Regions from separate parts of the Muntiacus reevesi genome. Here region 2 is linked to region 1. Evidence: chromatin contacts called from public Hi-C data. All regions are on one chromosome and are shown on one strand. The core of a region is the stretch at or near the end of the contact, and the rest is flanking DNA. Distances in the headings are between cores, read along the strand shown.

Region 1 (3,471 bases), core at 306-2,805:
ATGATACTCAAACTCATGACTAAACTGGGAAATACAAAGTAGGTATGAGCTACCTACTTTGTACCTGTGAGAATGGCAAAGGTTTGCAAGCTGGATCCAGCTAAGTTCTTGGTGGGCCAATTCTTCTACAGTCCTTATATAAGTTGTAGAGACTGTCAGTCATGGAATATTAAGCAGGGGTTACAAAGCGGGACCAGACAAAACACACAGAACTTAAAGTACAGAGTGCTTACTTGCAAAAAAAAAATAAAAAGTCAAAAACAGAACAAGTAAAATACAATATGAATAATACTAATATGTAACATGTAATAATAATTGCTAACACTTACTGGGTACAGAGCAACACCAGTCACTAAGTGGCTAAAGCTGTTACTATCAAGTAAATCCTCACAGCGACCTGGTGAGGGAGTGTTAATCCCACTAATGATGAGGAAACAGAGGTACAGAGAAATTACTTTCTTGCTCTGGTCACACAGTTTAAGACATAGTGTACACACACAAAGCAATGGTACATTTCACAAAGATACAGAACAATTAAGGATATGTATCATAAAATGTAGAGAGTTGTCTTTGGGAGCCAGACTTCCCAGGTGGCTTAGTGGGAAAGAATCCAAATGTCAACTCAGGAGACGCAGGTTCGATCCCTGGATTGGTAAGATCCCCTGGAGTTGGGAGTGGCAACCCATTTCAATATGCTTGCCTGGAAAATCCCATGGACAGAGGAGCCCGGTGGGTACAGTTTCTAGGGTTGCAAAGAGTCGGACATGACTGAGCGACTAGCAAACACGCACAGTTTGGGAGTCAGCGAGGAGGGTAGGAGACAGGTTGGGAGTGGGGAGATCCAAGAAAATGGGTAAAGCAAGGCAGGGTGGTGGTGGGGCCTGTGGGTCCCCAAGACCAAGGGCTTATAGGGTATCAGGACCTGATTGAGTGATCAGCTCAACCCTTTGCCCCAGGACAAGTGATAAAGAAAATAAACAGAAGAAGGTAAATAAAGTCTTGTGGAAATCTAAAGTAAACCAGCAGGAGACAGGCAGCGGAGGAACTGGAGAGTCCTCAGATTAAAGAGAAGCAAAGCCAGGGGCTGTGGTTCAGAAAGGAACCCACTCAGAACCTGGCACCCTGGCAGGACTCGGAGGTAACATCCCCCGGGAAGTCCTCGAGTGAGAAAGGCGGCATCCAGAAGCCAGCTGGGCACCAGGAACTCACCTACTCCTCACGGTCCTGGCAGCATCCCAGCCACCAGACTCCCAACGACAAGACCCCGCACTGCCTAGCTTCACACGTCGTCGAGTTACTGAGGCCGGTTCTTATAACCCAGCTGGAGAAAAAGCCCTGGAAATGAGGCAAGCGGGAGGGGGAGACTGGAGGTGGGGTTGGAAACGCCTCCAGGAAGAAGTTTACTTTTACTTTCGATGCCTCCCCCAGGCTTGTCTGCCTGTCCCTTGAAGACTCGCTTCCTGGTTCTCTCCTCTCTGCGTTCAGAATTTGTTACCAAATTCTGCAGGGCTTTAAAAAATCTTGAGATAAAAGAAAGAGAACCTGTGAAACCATTGCCTTCCGGCAGAAGGGCAAACTCTGGTCTTCAGGAAGAGAGAAAGAAAATTCCTGAACAGAGAGAACTAGCAAATAAACTTGATTTTGAAAGCTGGAAAACCGAGGTGGCTCACTTGAACAGAAAATATTTCCTATTTAAAGGAACCGATGCCCAATTTCCCTACATTCAGGGGTGACCACAGACAATGTGTCAACATGCAAAGTAAAAACCAGGAAGCTGGACGTGTTTTTTAAAAAGCATTTTTACTCACTACATTTAGTGTTTATCAGCTCTCTAATTTTTAAAGACAGATTTGAGACTGCCTGTGGCCAGTAAAATATCATTCTCCCTTGAAAGGGGTCTGCGGAGAAAAATGCTTCCTCTGTTCTGTGGCCTGAATCTTAGCACTGCAGTCGTGGACAAACTTCCCGGATCATCTGGCAAGAGCTCCTCCTGGGTCCAAACAGATCTCTAGCTGAGTTGTGGGGAAATTCAGCACCAAAAGGGGGTGGGGTCCTGCCCAGCCCTAAGTGGGGGTAAGCATCGTTGTCCAGTACCGAGCCCCCGGACGGGTGGGGGGTGTTGGGGGGAGGGGACAGTGATGTGAAGACCTCTCCTCTGGCAGTCTGAATCTCCCCAGCTTTTCTTCATCCTCCACCCTCTCCCCACCCTCTGCCTCTGTGTCCTGTTTGAATTTTCTAAAGAGTTTTCTGCCTTTTTGTCTTCACATCTTGTAGATTTTAAAACTACAACACCAACAATAGTGCAATACCTGTACGTTGTACCCTTCCATCAATTATCTCTCATTATCCCAACAATGTAGAGGATCCCCCATGTCATGGAGGAGGAAACAGAGGCTCAAATGAACATACAAATTCGAACTCAGTCCAGCTGGATCCAAAACAAGGGTTTTTCCACCATACCACACTGTTCCCTTCCCCAAAGTTTAGGATTTGAAATGAACCATGTGAATGGAAGAATGCTAAATTTGAATTGACATGATGACCTATCGCAGAGGTCAGAAGGTCACCTGAGGAAAAGGAGTCAGCCTACAGGCACCAGCTAACATTATAAAGGTTTTGCGTGTGCCTCTTGTATAACCACCCGAACTGGTTCATTCCACCTTCTGAGTATTCGCAGAAGTGGATGCTATTTCTGCTCTCATTTGAGCAAGGAAGCTGAGGTTTGGAGAGGTGAAGGACTTAGACAAGTATCTTCGGCTAGTGAGTGGCAGGATGAGGTTTGTGTGTCTCTCTAAAACCCTGAGAGATTAATCAGTGTCTGAACATTAGTACACACCCATGGTTCTCAACTTGATTGATCTGAGGGTTAACTGAGTAGGTTTCTAAATTGCCAGTCTTCAGGCCCCAGCTCTGAAATTCCTATCTGAGCAGAATTACAGGAGGTAAAACAGATTGAGCACTTAAAGGAATGCCTGGACCTCCCGCAGTTTTCAGTAAATAATCAGTACCACTGTTACGTAAGCTCACATCTGTATGATGGCTACGAATTACCAGACATATAGTGCAGTTGAGGAAACAAAGTTCAGTGTCAATCAACTGACAAACTTCAAGGCCAGCACATGATCCCAAGATTGTCACACTTGGGCGTTTACACCCATCCCCCAATCCCTTGGAAAAAATGGATGAGCCACTGCAGGCATCTACGGAGCCATACTGAAGATGAGTTGGGGAGGTTCAGGGCTTCAGCCTGTCATTTGTAAGGCACTGATCCTATGCTCTCTTAGTCTTAAATATGTTTTTAAAAGGAAAACCTTTAAGGACTTCCCTTGCAGTCCTGTGGATAAGACTTCCTGCTTCGAATGTAGGAGGCACGGGTTTGATCCATGTCAGAGAACTAAGATCCCACATGCCTTGGAACATGGTCAGAAAAACTAAAATAAAATATTTTTTAAAAAGATCAAAGAAGACTAA
Region 2 (3,824 bases), core at 1,083-3,582, 150 kb after region 1:
TGCCTGGCAGCCTGCCAGAGACCACAGCCCAAACCAAACTTCCTGCTCCAGAACTCTTTGCCTCCACACCTTAAAAACTCTACAGGTGCACATCACATGCTGTCTCTCCAGACAGTAGACTCTCCCGTGTGTGGGCAAAGAACCCACCTGGCATTGGGCGGGGCGTTGGGGGGGGGCTGGGGATTACTTGTCCCAAGCCAAGACAACAGTGGGCATGGCCGTTGCTGGTAATGGGACTTGAGGTCGCCCCAGGGACCAAACCTATACTTCCTTTTCAGTTGTGAACAAGTCCACTGCCATAGCTCAGAAAAACTACCCACGACTATCGCCCCACAACACCGCAGTTGTGCAAGATTCCCAGGGGACAGAGGCAAGGGGCCCCTGCAGGCCTGCAGATGGATTCACCTTCCAGAGTGGGTTCCAGATGATAAATAGCAGTGTTAAATGAAGTGCAAATGTCACTTTCAAATATAAAACATGAAGTCCTTAGGAGAAGCCATTTTAATCAGGATGTCCAATCCAGAAGCTATAAATAGAACAAGTGTTAACACTAAAAATGCAACCTCTGTAGGGCAAACATTCAAAAATTCCCTTACAAACCCGAGTATTTTTTCTTTGTTAAGTGTTGGAGTTAGGCCAAGTTTCTTTTTTTTGGCTCTCCCAAAGAAACTTCTTTTTTTTTTTTCCAAAGAAACTTTTTAAAGATTATTCAGGGGAACCACTGAAGGGAAATTACCCAGAACTCAGTTTATCTTATCTGAAATCTCTTACCTGAAGCAGGTCAACCCTCAGAGCCCTTAGTTTTAAATCATGTTTTGTTGGTGTCCAACAAGCTCCCTATTGGCTCTGGTCTCAATGTGTAAACAAATTTCAAATGTCAACAAACGAAAACTGTTGGAGAACTTTGGCGTCCTTGAACTTACTTCCTGTAACCTTCAACTAAAATCTTGTTCTGAATTTCAGTGGCCTTTGTTCTATCGCCTTCCACTGTTAGTATTTAAAAAAATATGCCCTGACCGGACATTCCCCAGTTCCTTTTAAGGGAAAAAGCAGAGGAGGTAGAAACAAGTTTATTTCAAGGCTCTGCAAAAAGTCTTATCAAGCAATCATTGCGAACTTCCCTCTAAGGCAAGCTGTTCTTCCAGTTTGCCAAAACACACATCACACACTGCTTTAGGAAACAGCAGCCCTAACCTACTTCACCAGGCTATTTCAAAAGAGTAAAAATTCCCGTCCTACCAGTCGCTTCCGCGGAGTCACATACTACCGCACAGAATGTCCCAGTTCTCATCAACTTTTTCCAAGGAAGGCTGCCAAACTTTTCATCAGGTCACTCCCGGAAAGGAGAAACCCTCGGGATGTCCTTAAGCAAAGTTTACAAGACCCTGGGGATCTGCCACCAAAGTTGCGGTTCTGCGGCTTCATTGCTGGGCGAGTCTCTGGGTCTGGGCGATCCCGCGCCCAGACGGTACCTGGGATCCTGGGAGACTCAGAGAATTGGGCTCCAGAGATCTGGGGGCGCGGGGCGCTCCCGCCGGTCTGGGGCCCAGGGGGCAAAGCGAAGACAACAGATCTATGCGGGGAAGGAGAGGGCGGGAGGAACCGAGAGAGGGGCATTGCCGTCTGTACCCTGCGATGTGCCGTCTGCTGCATGGCACCGGAGCTCGGCCCCACGCTCTGCCAGGCCCTAGAGGGCTGGGATGGGGGCCTGGAGGGTGGGGGGAGGCTCGAGAGGGAGCGGATGCGCTATTGATTCTCGGCTCTTCCGCAGAACCCAACACAGCATTGTAAAGCAATTGTCCTCCAATTAAAAACTTAAAAATTCATGAATATAATATATATATATGTATGTATCTCTACAGGACTGAGTCACCGCTATAAGTCCCACCCCGCCCCTGCCCCCGGCCCCACGCCCCCGCCCAGGCGCAGGGCCAGGAAGCGCCCGTCCGAGGGAGCTCGGGAGGCAGCGTGGGAGGGTCGGGGGTGGGGTGGGGGGCGCACCTACCGTCCGGCATGCGGCGAGGCGCTCCTCTGGCGGCAGCCCAGACTTAACTCCGACGCCTGAAACTCCGCAGGCAAGATGGAGAAAAAGAAACCAAAAGTCTGAAAGCAAACGTGGCTTTCCTATCCAGCCCGCAAGCGCTCTGGCCTTCCCCTCTCTGGACGCGTCTCTCATCCTATAAAAACGTTTCACTTTATAGAGTCCGATGGTCCGACATGCACTGTGTTAGACCCAGAGACCCCACTCACCCGCCCTTCCAGTAGAGCCGGTGCCAGGCCGCAGCCCCGCTGTCGGCTATTTCCTGTTTTTACTTCCCTTCGTGTTTGCTATGAACTCTGGGCGGTTGCTTACCAAGCAGTTCTAGCTGTCTCTAGCAACAATCACTAGTAGTTTTGTTACTGATGTACTGGAAAAGAATAAATAGCAAATGTAAAAGCGCTATATGCATTATTCCTCACAACTACTTTCTTCTGATTTTTTTAAGTTTCTGAACTTTTTCTTGAAATATATTTAAACGTACAGGAAAGTTGCAAAAATAACTGGAAATGGAAATATTCCATTTCCCAGAGCCCTGCTTGAATTTCTATAATACCAGATAAACCTCTATAAACCTCAAAAGAGGTTTAGCAAAATTTAAGGGGTGGGGGTTGGAGGTGGGAGGGGATAAACTTCACTAAAGTGATCCAGTTAGCCACTAAATAAATAAGCATGCACGCAACAATAAAAGAGGCTGGTGAGGCTGGTGAGTGAGGAGGAAACAAGTACCCAGAGTTGCTATATTATCTAAAATGTCCCATTTTCTGTACACCTTTCTATATTTAAAACGTATAACCAGCAAGGACTTATTGTATAGCCCGTGGATCAAAGTTATGTGGCAGTCTGGATGGGAGGGGAGTTCGGGGGAGAATGGATACATGTATATATGTACGCCTGTGTCCCTTTGCTGTTCAACTGAAACTATCACAAAACTGTTAATTGGCTATATCCCCATAGAAAATAAACTTAAAAAATTTTAAATACAAAATAAAATATCCAGTTTCTAACAAAAAATTATGAGGCATGCAAGGAAACAGGAAAGTATGACCCAAACATTGGGAAAATAGGCAATAGAAACTGCCTTTGAGAGCAACAGGATGTCGAATTTATCAGAAAAATAATTCGAAGTAACTATTATAAGCATGTTCACAAAACTAAAGAAAAGCATGATTAAAGTATGACAATAATGTCATACCAAATAAAAATATCAATAAAGATATATTCAGCCCCTGGATCTGGGATATGACTCTGTAATTATAGAAATGAACCAAACAGAAATTTCTGAATTTGGAAAGTGCAATAACTAAAATAACTTTATTAGAGGCTTAACAGGAAACTCAAACTGGCAGAAGAAAGAATAAGCTACCTTGAAGACAGACAGAGATTATGTTCCCAAGAACAGAGGAAAATAAAAAGCTCCTCAGAGAAATGTGGACATCATTAAGCACACGTGCATAGTAGGAGTACTAGAAGGAGAGGGGAGTGAAGAAGGAACAGAAAAAATATTCAAAGAAATAATGGCTAAAAACTTTCAAATTTTTTGAAAAACTATCTCACATATCTAGGAAACTCAATAAATTCCAAATGGGATGAATGCAAGAGATCTACAAACACAACATAGCAAAAATGCTGAAAGTCAAAGGAAGAAATCTTGAAATCGGCAAGAGAAAAATGACTCATGACTTACAAGTTAATGCCAGTAAGATCAATAACTGACTTTTAAGGAAAAACAAGAGAAACCAGAAGGCAATATCATAACCTATTCAAAGTGCTCCAAGAAACAATC

Evidence for each region. Hi-C and Micro-C count contacts between places; a contact is called where the count stands out from the background.
Region 2: a contact with region 1 is called in a Hi-C map of blood, with 2.8 times the contacts expected there. The contact joins the promoter of CFLAR here to the promoter of CASP8 in region 1. A contact is called at or near these places in 2 of 3 Hi-C or Micro-C datasets (blood and muscle).

The regions. Positions count from the first base shown.
Region 1 is chr3:145,992,361-145,995,831 of mMunRee1.1, forward strand. CASP8 (caspase 8) reads right to left here and starts at 1,556. Exons shown (of 9, transcript XM_065930832.1): 1 at 1,210-1,556.
Region 2 is chr3:146,145,108-146,148,931 of mMunRee1.1, forward strand. It overlaps CFLAR (CASP8 and FADD like apoptosis regulator), which reads right to left and starts at 2,333. Exons shown (of 10, transcript XM_065930835.1): 1 at 2,251-2,333.